3 separate regions of the Hordeum vulgare genome follow, and all the other regions are linked to region 1. Evidence: chromatin contacts called from public Hi-C data. All regions are on one chromosome and are shown on one strand. Each heading gives the region's core, a stretch centred on a gene start, on an enhancer-like site or on the middle of the called end of the contact. The rest is flanking DNA. Distances are from core to core; before and after follow the strand shown. Region 1 has its middle 220 kb from the start of LOC123446730. Region 2 holds the start of LOC123446730 (protein indeterminate-domain 16-like). Region 3 has its middle 42 kb from the start of LOC123446730.

The links. Hi-C and Micro-C count contacts between places; a contact is called where the count stands out from the background.
Region 2: a contact with region 1 is called in a Hi-C map of leaf, with 4 times the contacts expected there. The contact joins the promoter of LOC123446730 here to the enhancer-like site in region 1. A contact is called at or near these places in 4 of 6 Hi-C or Micro-C datasets (leaf and seedling).
Region 3: a contact with region 1 is called in a Hi-C map of leaf, with 5 times the contacts expected there. The contact joins two enhancer-like sites. A contact is called at or near these places in 5 of 6 Hi-C or Micro-C datasets (leaf and seedling).

Annotation. Positions count from the first base shown.
Region 1 is chr4H:513,802,841-513,805,796 of MorexV3_pseudomolecules_assembly, forward strand. No RefSeq gene overlaps it. Among protein-coding and RNA genes, the nearest start is that of LOC123446730, 220 kb to the right of the region's middle. Within about 2 kb of position 1,566, at least 3 of the 3 cell types and tissues checked have open chromatin away from gene starts, as enhancers often do. A contact at or near this core is called in leaf and seedling, where this site is marked.
Region 2 is chr4H:514,024,803-514,027,758 of MorexV3_pseudomolecules_assembly, forward strand. LOC123446730 (protein indeterminate-domain 16-like) reads left to right here and starts at 1,574. Exons shown (of 3, transcript XM_045123282.1): 1 at 1,574-2,077; 2 at 2,219-2,675. The coding sequence starts at 1,888.
Region 3 is chr4H:513,983,396-513,986,351 of MorexV3_pseudomolecules_assembly, forward strand. No RefSeq gene overlaps it. Among protein-coding and RNA genes, the nearest start is that of LOC123446730, 42 kb to the right of the region's middle. Within about 2 kb of position 1,431, at least 2 of the 3 cell types and tissues checked have open chromatin away from gene starts, as enhancers often do. A contact at or near this core is called in leaf, where this site is marked.

The DNA.
Region 1 (2,956 bases), core at 316-2,815:
GGTTGTAGGCCTGGTCGCCCGCGTGAGTTTCTCCTCCATCAGTTGCCTCTACCATTGGCACGTCCACAGGGCCGACCTATGCTGAGCTCGTTCAGTCGGCTGCAATGGTGGGCATCTCCTCCTTCTGTTGGAAGGATAGACCATCCCAAGAGGCTTTGGAGCTCAAGGCGTACATGACGGGTGTGGTGCAGAAAGGAGATAGAGAGGGGAGGAGTGCGACTGTGCTGCCGGCTTGGAGGGTTAAATAGCGGGCATAGGGCATGCCAGGTGCTGAGGTTCTTAATGCTGGGCAGTCGATGGACCGACGTGTGGGGGCTGAAGTAGGTTCCTCGGCAACCGCGTACGCTTAATGAAGGGAGATGAATGGACTGGTGCCGTTTGAATGAGGAGAGATCTAGCGTGCATCGGGAAGCAACGTGACGACGTTCTCGGCCAGCGCGTCGTTTCCATGCCGTCTCCAGTGATAGGTCGCGTCCGTTCTGGACAGATATGAATGCGGCGCTGACGGTCTGAAGAGTCGCTGACCAGCATCAGACAGGAAAGCACACGTGCGAGGAGAAGATTTTTTGGTGGGCCAAGTTAATCAGACGCGAGTGTGACATCGGTTCGAACGCCCGCAAAGCTCCCCGGTTTTGTCTCCGATTTATGGAATAAAGTGCATCTGTATCGGTTGATGGACCGATATGTTGAATGGTAAAACATGCCTATATCACGTGATGAGATAGTTGCAAGTTGTTTAAGGGTAAGCGTTGGAGATGCCCTTATGGCCATTTCATAGGACAAAACAACACATTGTATTCCTATGCACATACAGTAAGGTGAAAAACCGTTCCATCATCTCGCTCCGATTCTCCCACACCAGCGGAATTGGCCACGGCTTTTTCATCACCGCAATGAGTGCTTGTAATTTTTTTACTTCTAGTATTTTTTTGTACTACCTTACTTCTAGTATTTTTTTTGTACTACCTTACAATTAAGGACGAGGATTTATGGCACGCAAATTGCATGTCCATTTTGCCCGATTTTATTTTAGTTTTTGGTTTTTAAAATTAAATATTTTTTAAACAAAAATTCTGAATTAAGTCATGTTTTAATATTCGTGTTTCACTTGACCATTGCCTTCAAATAAGATTCATTTTGAATGTATTTTGCCGGCTTTTCAGAAAATATGTTAAGCTTCAATGTTGAAGCTTAGTACGAGCGATCAATACAAAATAATTATTTTGTGTCTACGACCAATAGAAAAAATTGTTTGAAAATATATCTCTGAAACTGGTTGGTACACGGCAGTTTTAGATAAAAAACCGTAAGTTCCATTGTTGAAACATTTTTCTTTTTTGAAGGGATTTTCTTTTTTACTGCGCTTGCGTGCAGGGTTGAACTACTGTGCAAATCACGAGAAAAAACGAGCAGCGGGGGACTTGGCAGTGAGTGCCCCACAGTCACATGTCCCTGCGCATTTCCGTGACAATTCACAAAGAAAAAGAACCTACTAGCGTAGTGTGACAAGACCCGGGGCACCGGTTTTCCAAACCCTTACCGCCACATGGGCTCCCATCCGTTCGTCTCCTTTTCCTTGGAAAGTTGGTGGACGGTCGCGCTCCAGAGATTGGACTACACCGGCAACCATCAAACCTCATATCTGGGCACCGGCCGAGACGCGAGAAATGTGGGCAAAAGAAGAGGAGGGCAGAGGGAGTGTAGAGAGTGACAGAGGGCAACACGTCGACGAACCCCGTAAATATCCCTGTCAGGACTGCATTTCACGGCCATCGCTTCTTCCTTCTTTTTCCCCTGAAAGCGCTCCCTGCCGGGACCGGGCCAGCTTCGGTCTTGATAAGAGACGCGGATGTGTGGTCATCCGTTGAGAGGGACAACCCACGATAGGGAGACGACAATGAGAATGTTTCCATTTCTGCAAGTGAGGTATAGACGAGAGACGATCGATTGCAACTTGCTAGCCTATGATAAGTACTCCCTCCGTTCGTAAATATAAGTCTTTTAAGATATTTCACTAGAAGTCTACATACGGAGCAAAATGAATGAATCTACACTTTAAAGTATGACTATATACATCCGTATGTAGTCCACTAGTAAAACCTCTAGAAAGACTTATATTTAGGAACGGAGGGAGTATGTAGTACTAGTATGTATGGCTGGTCTTATTTGCTAACCATACACTCGTGATGAGCAAAGATATGATGCTGTTCATTAGGGCATCTTCAACACTATCTTTTAAAATGGGCACACTATTTACCCGTAGATTAGTCTGAGCTCGTCTGCGAACACCATTACGGGAGCCGGCCATCCAACCCCGTTTCCTATACGTCCAACTTTGTCTTTTTTTTAAAATACGCAACAATTAAAGTAATAGTAGAAAATAACACAATGCACTCATAAATAACATGCAAATATCTCTATTATAATAATAGTTTAAATATAAATATTACATCCGAGATAATCGGATGATTTTTTTTTTAAATTCACCGATTCCAAATTCAACGATACTCAAGTTAGAATCTGTGCATGTCGTCTCACGCACAGTGTCTTTTGAGTTTCATCCAACAATGTATATGAAAGTAAATAGCTTGCCCTTAATTTTATGTTACAATACACAACGCGTCCGGGTTGTACAACGTAATGATTATCACGTTGCAACATTGAGTGAATCAATGAATTGATCAACCTGTAAAGCAATAAGAATCAAAAATTTATGATCTACATGGTTGACCAGCCTTGTGGTCACTTAGTCCCAACCTGTGAAACCGCACCGTAGAATTTTATGACGGAGTTGAGGATAATGTATCATTGATGTGCTAGAACCTTCACGCTGTGTTCATGGATCACATGCACGTTGCAGGGTGAAGTGCTTTCACTCTTGAAACGAAGCATGCACGTTTGCTGAAAAGTTCAAGCCCCTTGCCTCATGCCTACAAAATCTGCAGATACGATCTTT
Region 2 (2,956 bases), core at 324-2,823, 220 kb after region 1:
TTCTCAACAAGTGGCTGCTCAGACTTTTTGTGGAAAATGAAGGCATGTGCGTACAAATTCTTAGGAACAAGTACCTACAAAATAAGACCTTAGCCTAGGTTATAGTCAGACCAAATGATTCACTGTTTTGCAAAGGCTTGATGAGGACGAAAGCAATCTTTTTCCAAAGAACCAAGTTTATCATTGGAAACGGAGAGTCGACGAGATTCTGGGAGGATACGTAGTTAGGGGAGACGCCTCTCGCCATCGAGTATCCTCACCTATATAATATTGTTCAACGTAAAGAAGCTTATGTTGCTACAGTATTACGGTTTGTGCCTCTAAATATACAATTTCGAAGGTCTTTAGTTGGTGATCGGTGGAATGAGTGGCTGCATCTTGTCAGACGGTTGATGAACATCAATCTCTCTGATTTGCAAGATAGTGTTCATTGGAAGTTGAACAGGAATGGCATTTTCTCGGTAAAATCTATGTATTTAGATCTCATAGATATAGTGCCAATACGAAAGTCAATTCATATTTGGAAGGTCAAGGTCTCGTTAAGAATACAGGTTTTCGTGTGGTTTGTTCACAAAGAAGTTATTCTAATGAATGACAATTTGGCAAAATGTAATTGGGCAGGTAGTCAAAGATGCAGCTTTTGTGATCACAACGAAACTATCAAGCACCTCTTTCTTGAATGTCCGATGGTTAGGATCCTATGGCGCTCACTTCATATAGCCTTTAATATCAACCCTCCTAATAGTATACACACGTTATTCGGGACGTGGTTAAATGGGATAGAGATAAACACTGCAAAGCACATACGGTTGGGAGTATGTGCATTACTTTGGGCTATACGGAAGCACATGAATGATTTTATGCTTAACAGACAAAGTTCTATTAACTTTTTGCAGGTTATCTACAGAGCCACTGCCATGATCCGTATGTGGTCGTTACTCACTCATGCGGAAGCCAGGGAGCCTTTGATTACTCGGTGTGCCTGTTGGGAGATGGTAGCTCGAGATATCTACAACCGGTTTGGATGACAGTCGAGTAATATGATAGGTGGTTAGTCATCTAGGCCTATTTCAGCCGGTTGTGGCTTTTTTGATGTTTATTCCTTTCAACACTTTGGGTCACTTTTTGTTGTATTGCGGACATGTTTGTGGATTTGTTAAATAAATGACTGCATACATCTATTGATGTAGAGGTCGACTTTTTCTAAAAAAAAGTCTTTATTTCCATATACTGTATCTTGTATATAATAAAGACTGCGTTATAGGGTGAAGTCCCATGTCCCTGCCTAACTCCTGTCTGAGGAAGGAGAAAGAGAGAGAGTTGATAAACCATCAAACACATGCAATTGAAGAGCTGATCTTATCAATCAAGCAGTTAAGCAAGCATGTATCCCATTAATTGCGGGCATGAGATTGGCAGGGGAGACTAGTCACATGATCCCATCTTTAAAAACCACCAAAACAAACAAACAAAGCCTTGATAAAAGCTGCCCATCCAATGAGTATATGAGACACATTCCCCCTTCAAAGAAAGGGAGCCACACCCACGCACCGATGCAGCAAGCACAAAAGCAAGCAAAGAGATATAGACAAAGCCCTTTTTTTCACCCTCTCTCCCCACCCCTCCCCTAGCTATATATGATCCCCTCATGCCCCAAGCCTTTCTACAACACAAGCACAATGCACCTTCACCTTTCCACCCCATAAAGCCTCCGTTGGCACCCCTATCCCACTAAGGAGCAAAAAGAGAAGAGGGAAAGGAAGCAAGCCAAAGGCCGAGGCCGAGGCCAAGGCAACGTAGCCGGTTGTGTGCAAGGCTACTCACGTACGTAGCTAGTAAGGGCTAGCCCTTAAAACAACAACAAGAAGAAGAAAGCCCCCAACACTTATGGCACTAGTCAAGAGCCACCACCAAATGTTGGCCTCCTCCTCCACCTCCTCGTCCTCCCCCTCCTCCCAGCAGTTGCAGCAGCTGCAGCAGACGCAGCCGCCGCCGCCGCCGCCCCTGGCGCCGCCTCCGCCGGCCACCGACCAGCCTTCCCCCGCCAAGCGCAAGAGGCGCCCTCCCGGCACGCCAGGTACGTAACGTGGATCATAACGTATATATGTGGACCGATCGATCATGTATGGATCGGTCAGCACCTTGTTAGTGCGCCATGGATTCATTGGCTGACACTTACGTACGCACACACATGTGCATTTGGTACATTATTATCCAGACCCTGATGCGGAGGTGGTGGCGCTGACGCCGAGGACGCTGCTGGAGTCGGACCGGTACGTGTGCGAGATCTGCGGGCAGGGGTTCCAGCGGGAGCAGAACCTCCAGATGCACCGGCGGCGGCACAAGGTCCCCTGGCGGCTGGTGAAGCGGGCTCCGGCGCCGTCGGCAGGGGAGGACGGCGGCACGGGCACGGCGGGAGCGGCCGGCGCGACGACGGTGCCGAGGAAGCGCGTGTTCGTGTGCCCCGAGCCGAGCTGCCTCCACCACGACCCGGCCCACGCGCTGGGCGACCTGGTGGGGATCAAGAAGCACTTCCGGCGCAAGCACGGCGGGCGGCGGCAGTGGGTGTGCGCCCGCTGCGCCAAGGGCTACGCCGTCCAGTCCGACTACAAGGCGCACCTCAAGACCTGCGGCACCCGCGGCCACTCCTGCGACTGCGGCCGCGTCTTCTCCCGGTACGTACCATCGACGACGACGACGTTACTCCTCTATATACGTCGTCTATGCCTCATGCATCTGACGCGCGCGAGCTAACTACTCGTAAGTTGCAGCATCATGCACCGCGGGTCGGGACGTACGTACGTCGATCATACGTACTTGTCGCACGAGAACGAACTAGAGTTATTATATACCGGAACACCAAAGGTCTTGATTATATAGTATGTTTTTTGTGGGAGAAGTAGAGCCATGGAGATCGATCCATCCATCCATCGATAGGTGGGTGTGTGGATGGATA
Region 3 (2,956 bases), core at 181-2,680, 180 kb after region 1:
AGACACAGGGCTTGAAGATTTTATTATTGTGCAGTTATATCAGCTTGCTGCCAGCGTAAGTCTATTATTACTACTCCCTCTATTCCATAATTTTTATCGTTATTTTAGTTCAAATTTGAACTGGAACAATGACAAGAATTATGAGATGGAAGGAGTATATTAGGAAAAGAAATAGAGACCCAGCAAGCTATCATCCCGACTGTTCTTCGGCGGAACGGAATATATTCTTTCCGTTAGCCCGTACATAGCGACAAGCATATGAGCTTCCGGATGGCAAGCCGCAAACTGCTACATGCATGTAGCATATACGTGCATGAATAGTCAGATGACCAAATCATGGCAGAGGAGAAATCTAATCGGGCATGCATACGAATCTGGATAATGAACGATCCATATCAAGGAGCTGCCTTAAACAGGGAGGCGACACCCGACAGACAGATGAGACGTGGGCGCGCTGAAAAACCAGCTTACGTGCTTGTCAATTGTCATGCCCAATGTAGTTGTTGTGACTCTGGTGGTTAACATGAGTTTACACCTAGGGCCATGTAGCTGATTAATTTGTTTGAACTATTTTTAGATGGATATATTTCGGATATATATCAATACGAGAGCAAGGACGTCAACTTGGCCACTGGCATGCAACTAGGTTAGGAACTAGCTAGCACTGCTGTTGGGCTGTTCCTACTGGCCATATTGAAGTACGATTTTGCCGTTTCTTTCCTGTCATATGATACATCCTGTCTTGCCCTATATAGGGAAAAGGTGGACATGGTGTATGTCACTGCATTATCTTATTATCATATAGATTTTTGTAAAAATATACTCGCTCGGTCCGAAAATATTTATCATATAAATGAATGTATCTAAATGTATTTTAATTTTTAGATACGTTTATTTTTATCCATTTATATTATAAGTACAACACATATGGCCTCTTTGATTCGTGGGATTTTAAAAACACAGGAATAGGAAAAATAAAGGGTTGGAGTGGCATGTACATCTGAACCCTACAGGATGAGCAAGGAGCATTTGATGCCAGAGGAAAAACAAAGGAATTATAAAAAGAAGTTGAAGTAAATGTTAGATTTTCTATGAAATATAGTACAAAAGATTCCATATTTCTATGGGATCCAATCCAATAAATCAAAGAACCAATGTAGAGAAAAAATCCTAAAAAATATAATCCTTTAAAAATCCTATAGAATTCCTTTGAATCAAAGGAGCCCATAGTATTGCTTAGGAAGGAATTACCGCATGTATATAGCAAAGAGAGAAGCAGCATGATAGATGGAAAATAAACACAATCATGGTTCACTGGGTCACGTATCCTGTGCCTCGTAGTCATCATTGAGACTTACACGTCCAAGGAAGCAAATGGTGGCCACATGTTGCCATATCAGAGATGAGCAACCATCGGATTTGTTCATGGGGCCCATGCTTAAGTTCAAACGGGCCGATAGGACAACCTTGTGGACCAGGCCCAATAGTACCTCCTTATTCTTGACAAATTACTATAAGCTGTAGATTTCTGTACCGATGTCAATTATTCATTTTTTTCCAGATATAATACTTTTTTTAGTTTCCAGTTATAATATTAAGCTTGATAAGGACATGTGGACCTGGTCCTTAAAAAAAGACTCATATGTGGTTACTAAAACCAAAGTAACTACATGAGTAGCAAATGATTTCATAATTAAAATATACTCCCTCAGCTTATAAATATAATTATTTTTTGAGATTTCACTACATACAGAGCAAAATGATTGAATCTACACTCTACATTATGTCTATATACATTCATATGTAGTCTGTAGTGAAATCTTTAAAGGGACTTATATTTAGGAACGAAGGAAGTAGAAACAAATTTATGGAATGTGAATGGATTACTGAAGTTGCGTTCGCCAAAAACTTTTAATTTAAGAAAAGCAAGATGCTAATTAGAGGGCCTCATATACCTTACGGTGCTCTGAATCGAAGAAGAAACTGAAAGTGTGGCTGTGGGTAGCTTGTTGATCCGGGGTGCTGGCTAAGGGATATGGCCACACTGTGCAGCGATGCAAATTAGAACTGATCTTAGCCAGAAACTACTGGTTCTTAGTTGACATTTGGACCAAATTGTTTTCCAACCGTCCGAACTGACACAATTAGCACCGCCCTGCATGCATCTCCTCAGCACCACTAGTGCACTTTCAGTATTTTTAACCGATTCAATCGTATTATGTACTCGCTCAACATGAGGCTCGAGATGGCATTAATTGTTTTCCAACCGTCCGAACTGACACAATTACCACCGCCCTGCATGGATCTCCTCTCTTCAACTTCAGCACCATATACAGCTACAGGAACCAGTTAGCGATCAACACCATGCAGCTACAGTCTCTATTGCATAGCAGTAGCACTACACGGTAAGAACAGTGACACAGTGTATATGTGAAAACCAAGCCCATTGACCATGCATCAGGAACTCACACTGCAACACCATGAATGGAGCGAGATGGTAGACTGAAAAAGATCCGAAAGGCAGAATGATGCGCTGCAGGAAACGGCACCGACTCTGATGAACACCGTCTCCCCTCTCTTTTCTTCTGCTCCCCACTGCGGCACTGCGCCAGGCGAGCGAGTATAATCATCGCGAGCGTGGTTGCTGCTGCTTTTCCCTTCTTTTTTCACCGCATTCCCCTGAGCAAAAGCTCCAATGCACCACCTTGTACGCAGACACGCGCGCACAACTCTCTCTTTCCCTGCGTGCACAGTCGCTGCAGAATGCAGTCAGTGCAGGCGCAGGAGGCATGCAGCCTTGCCCTGGCCGGCCTGGTGTCCGGTGACCGCAGCTAGCGGCATAGGCCTGATTGCACCGCATGTTTCAGCCAACCTTTTCGTCTAGTCGATCGTCCACCTCTGTCCATGAGCCTCGGTTTTCAGCGGATGCGTCGATTGGTTTCGGCGCCCGAGAAAC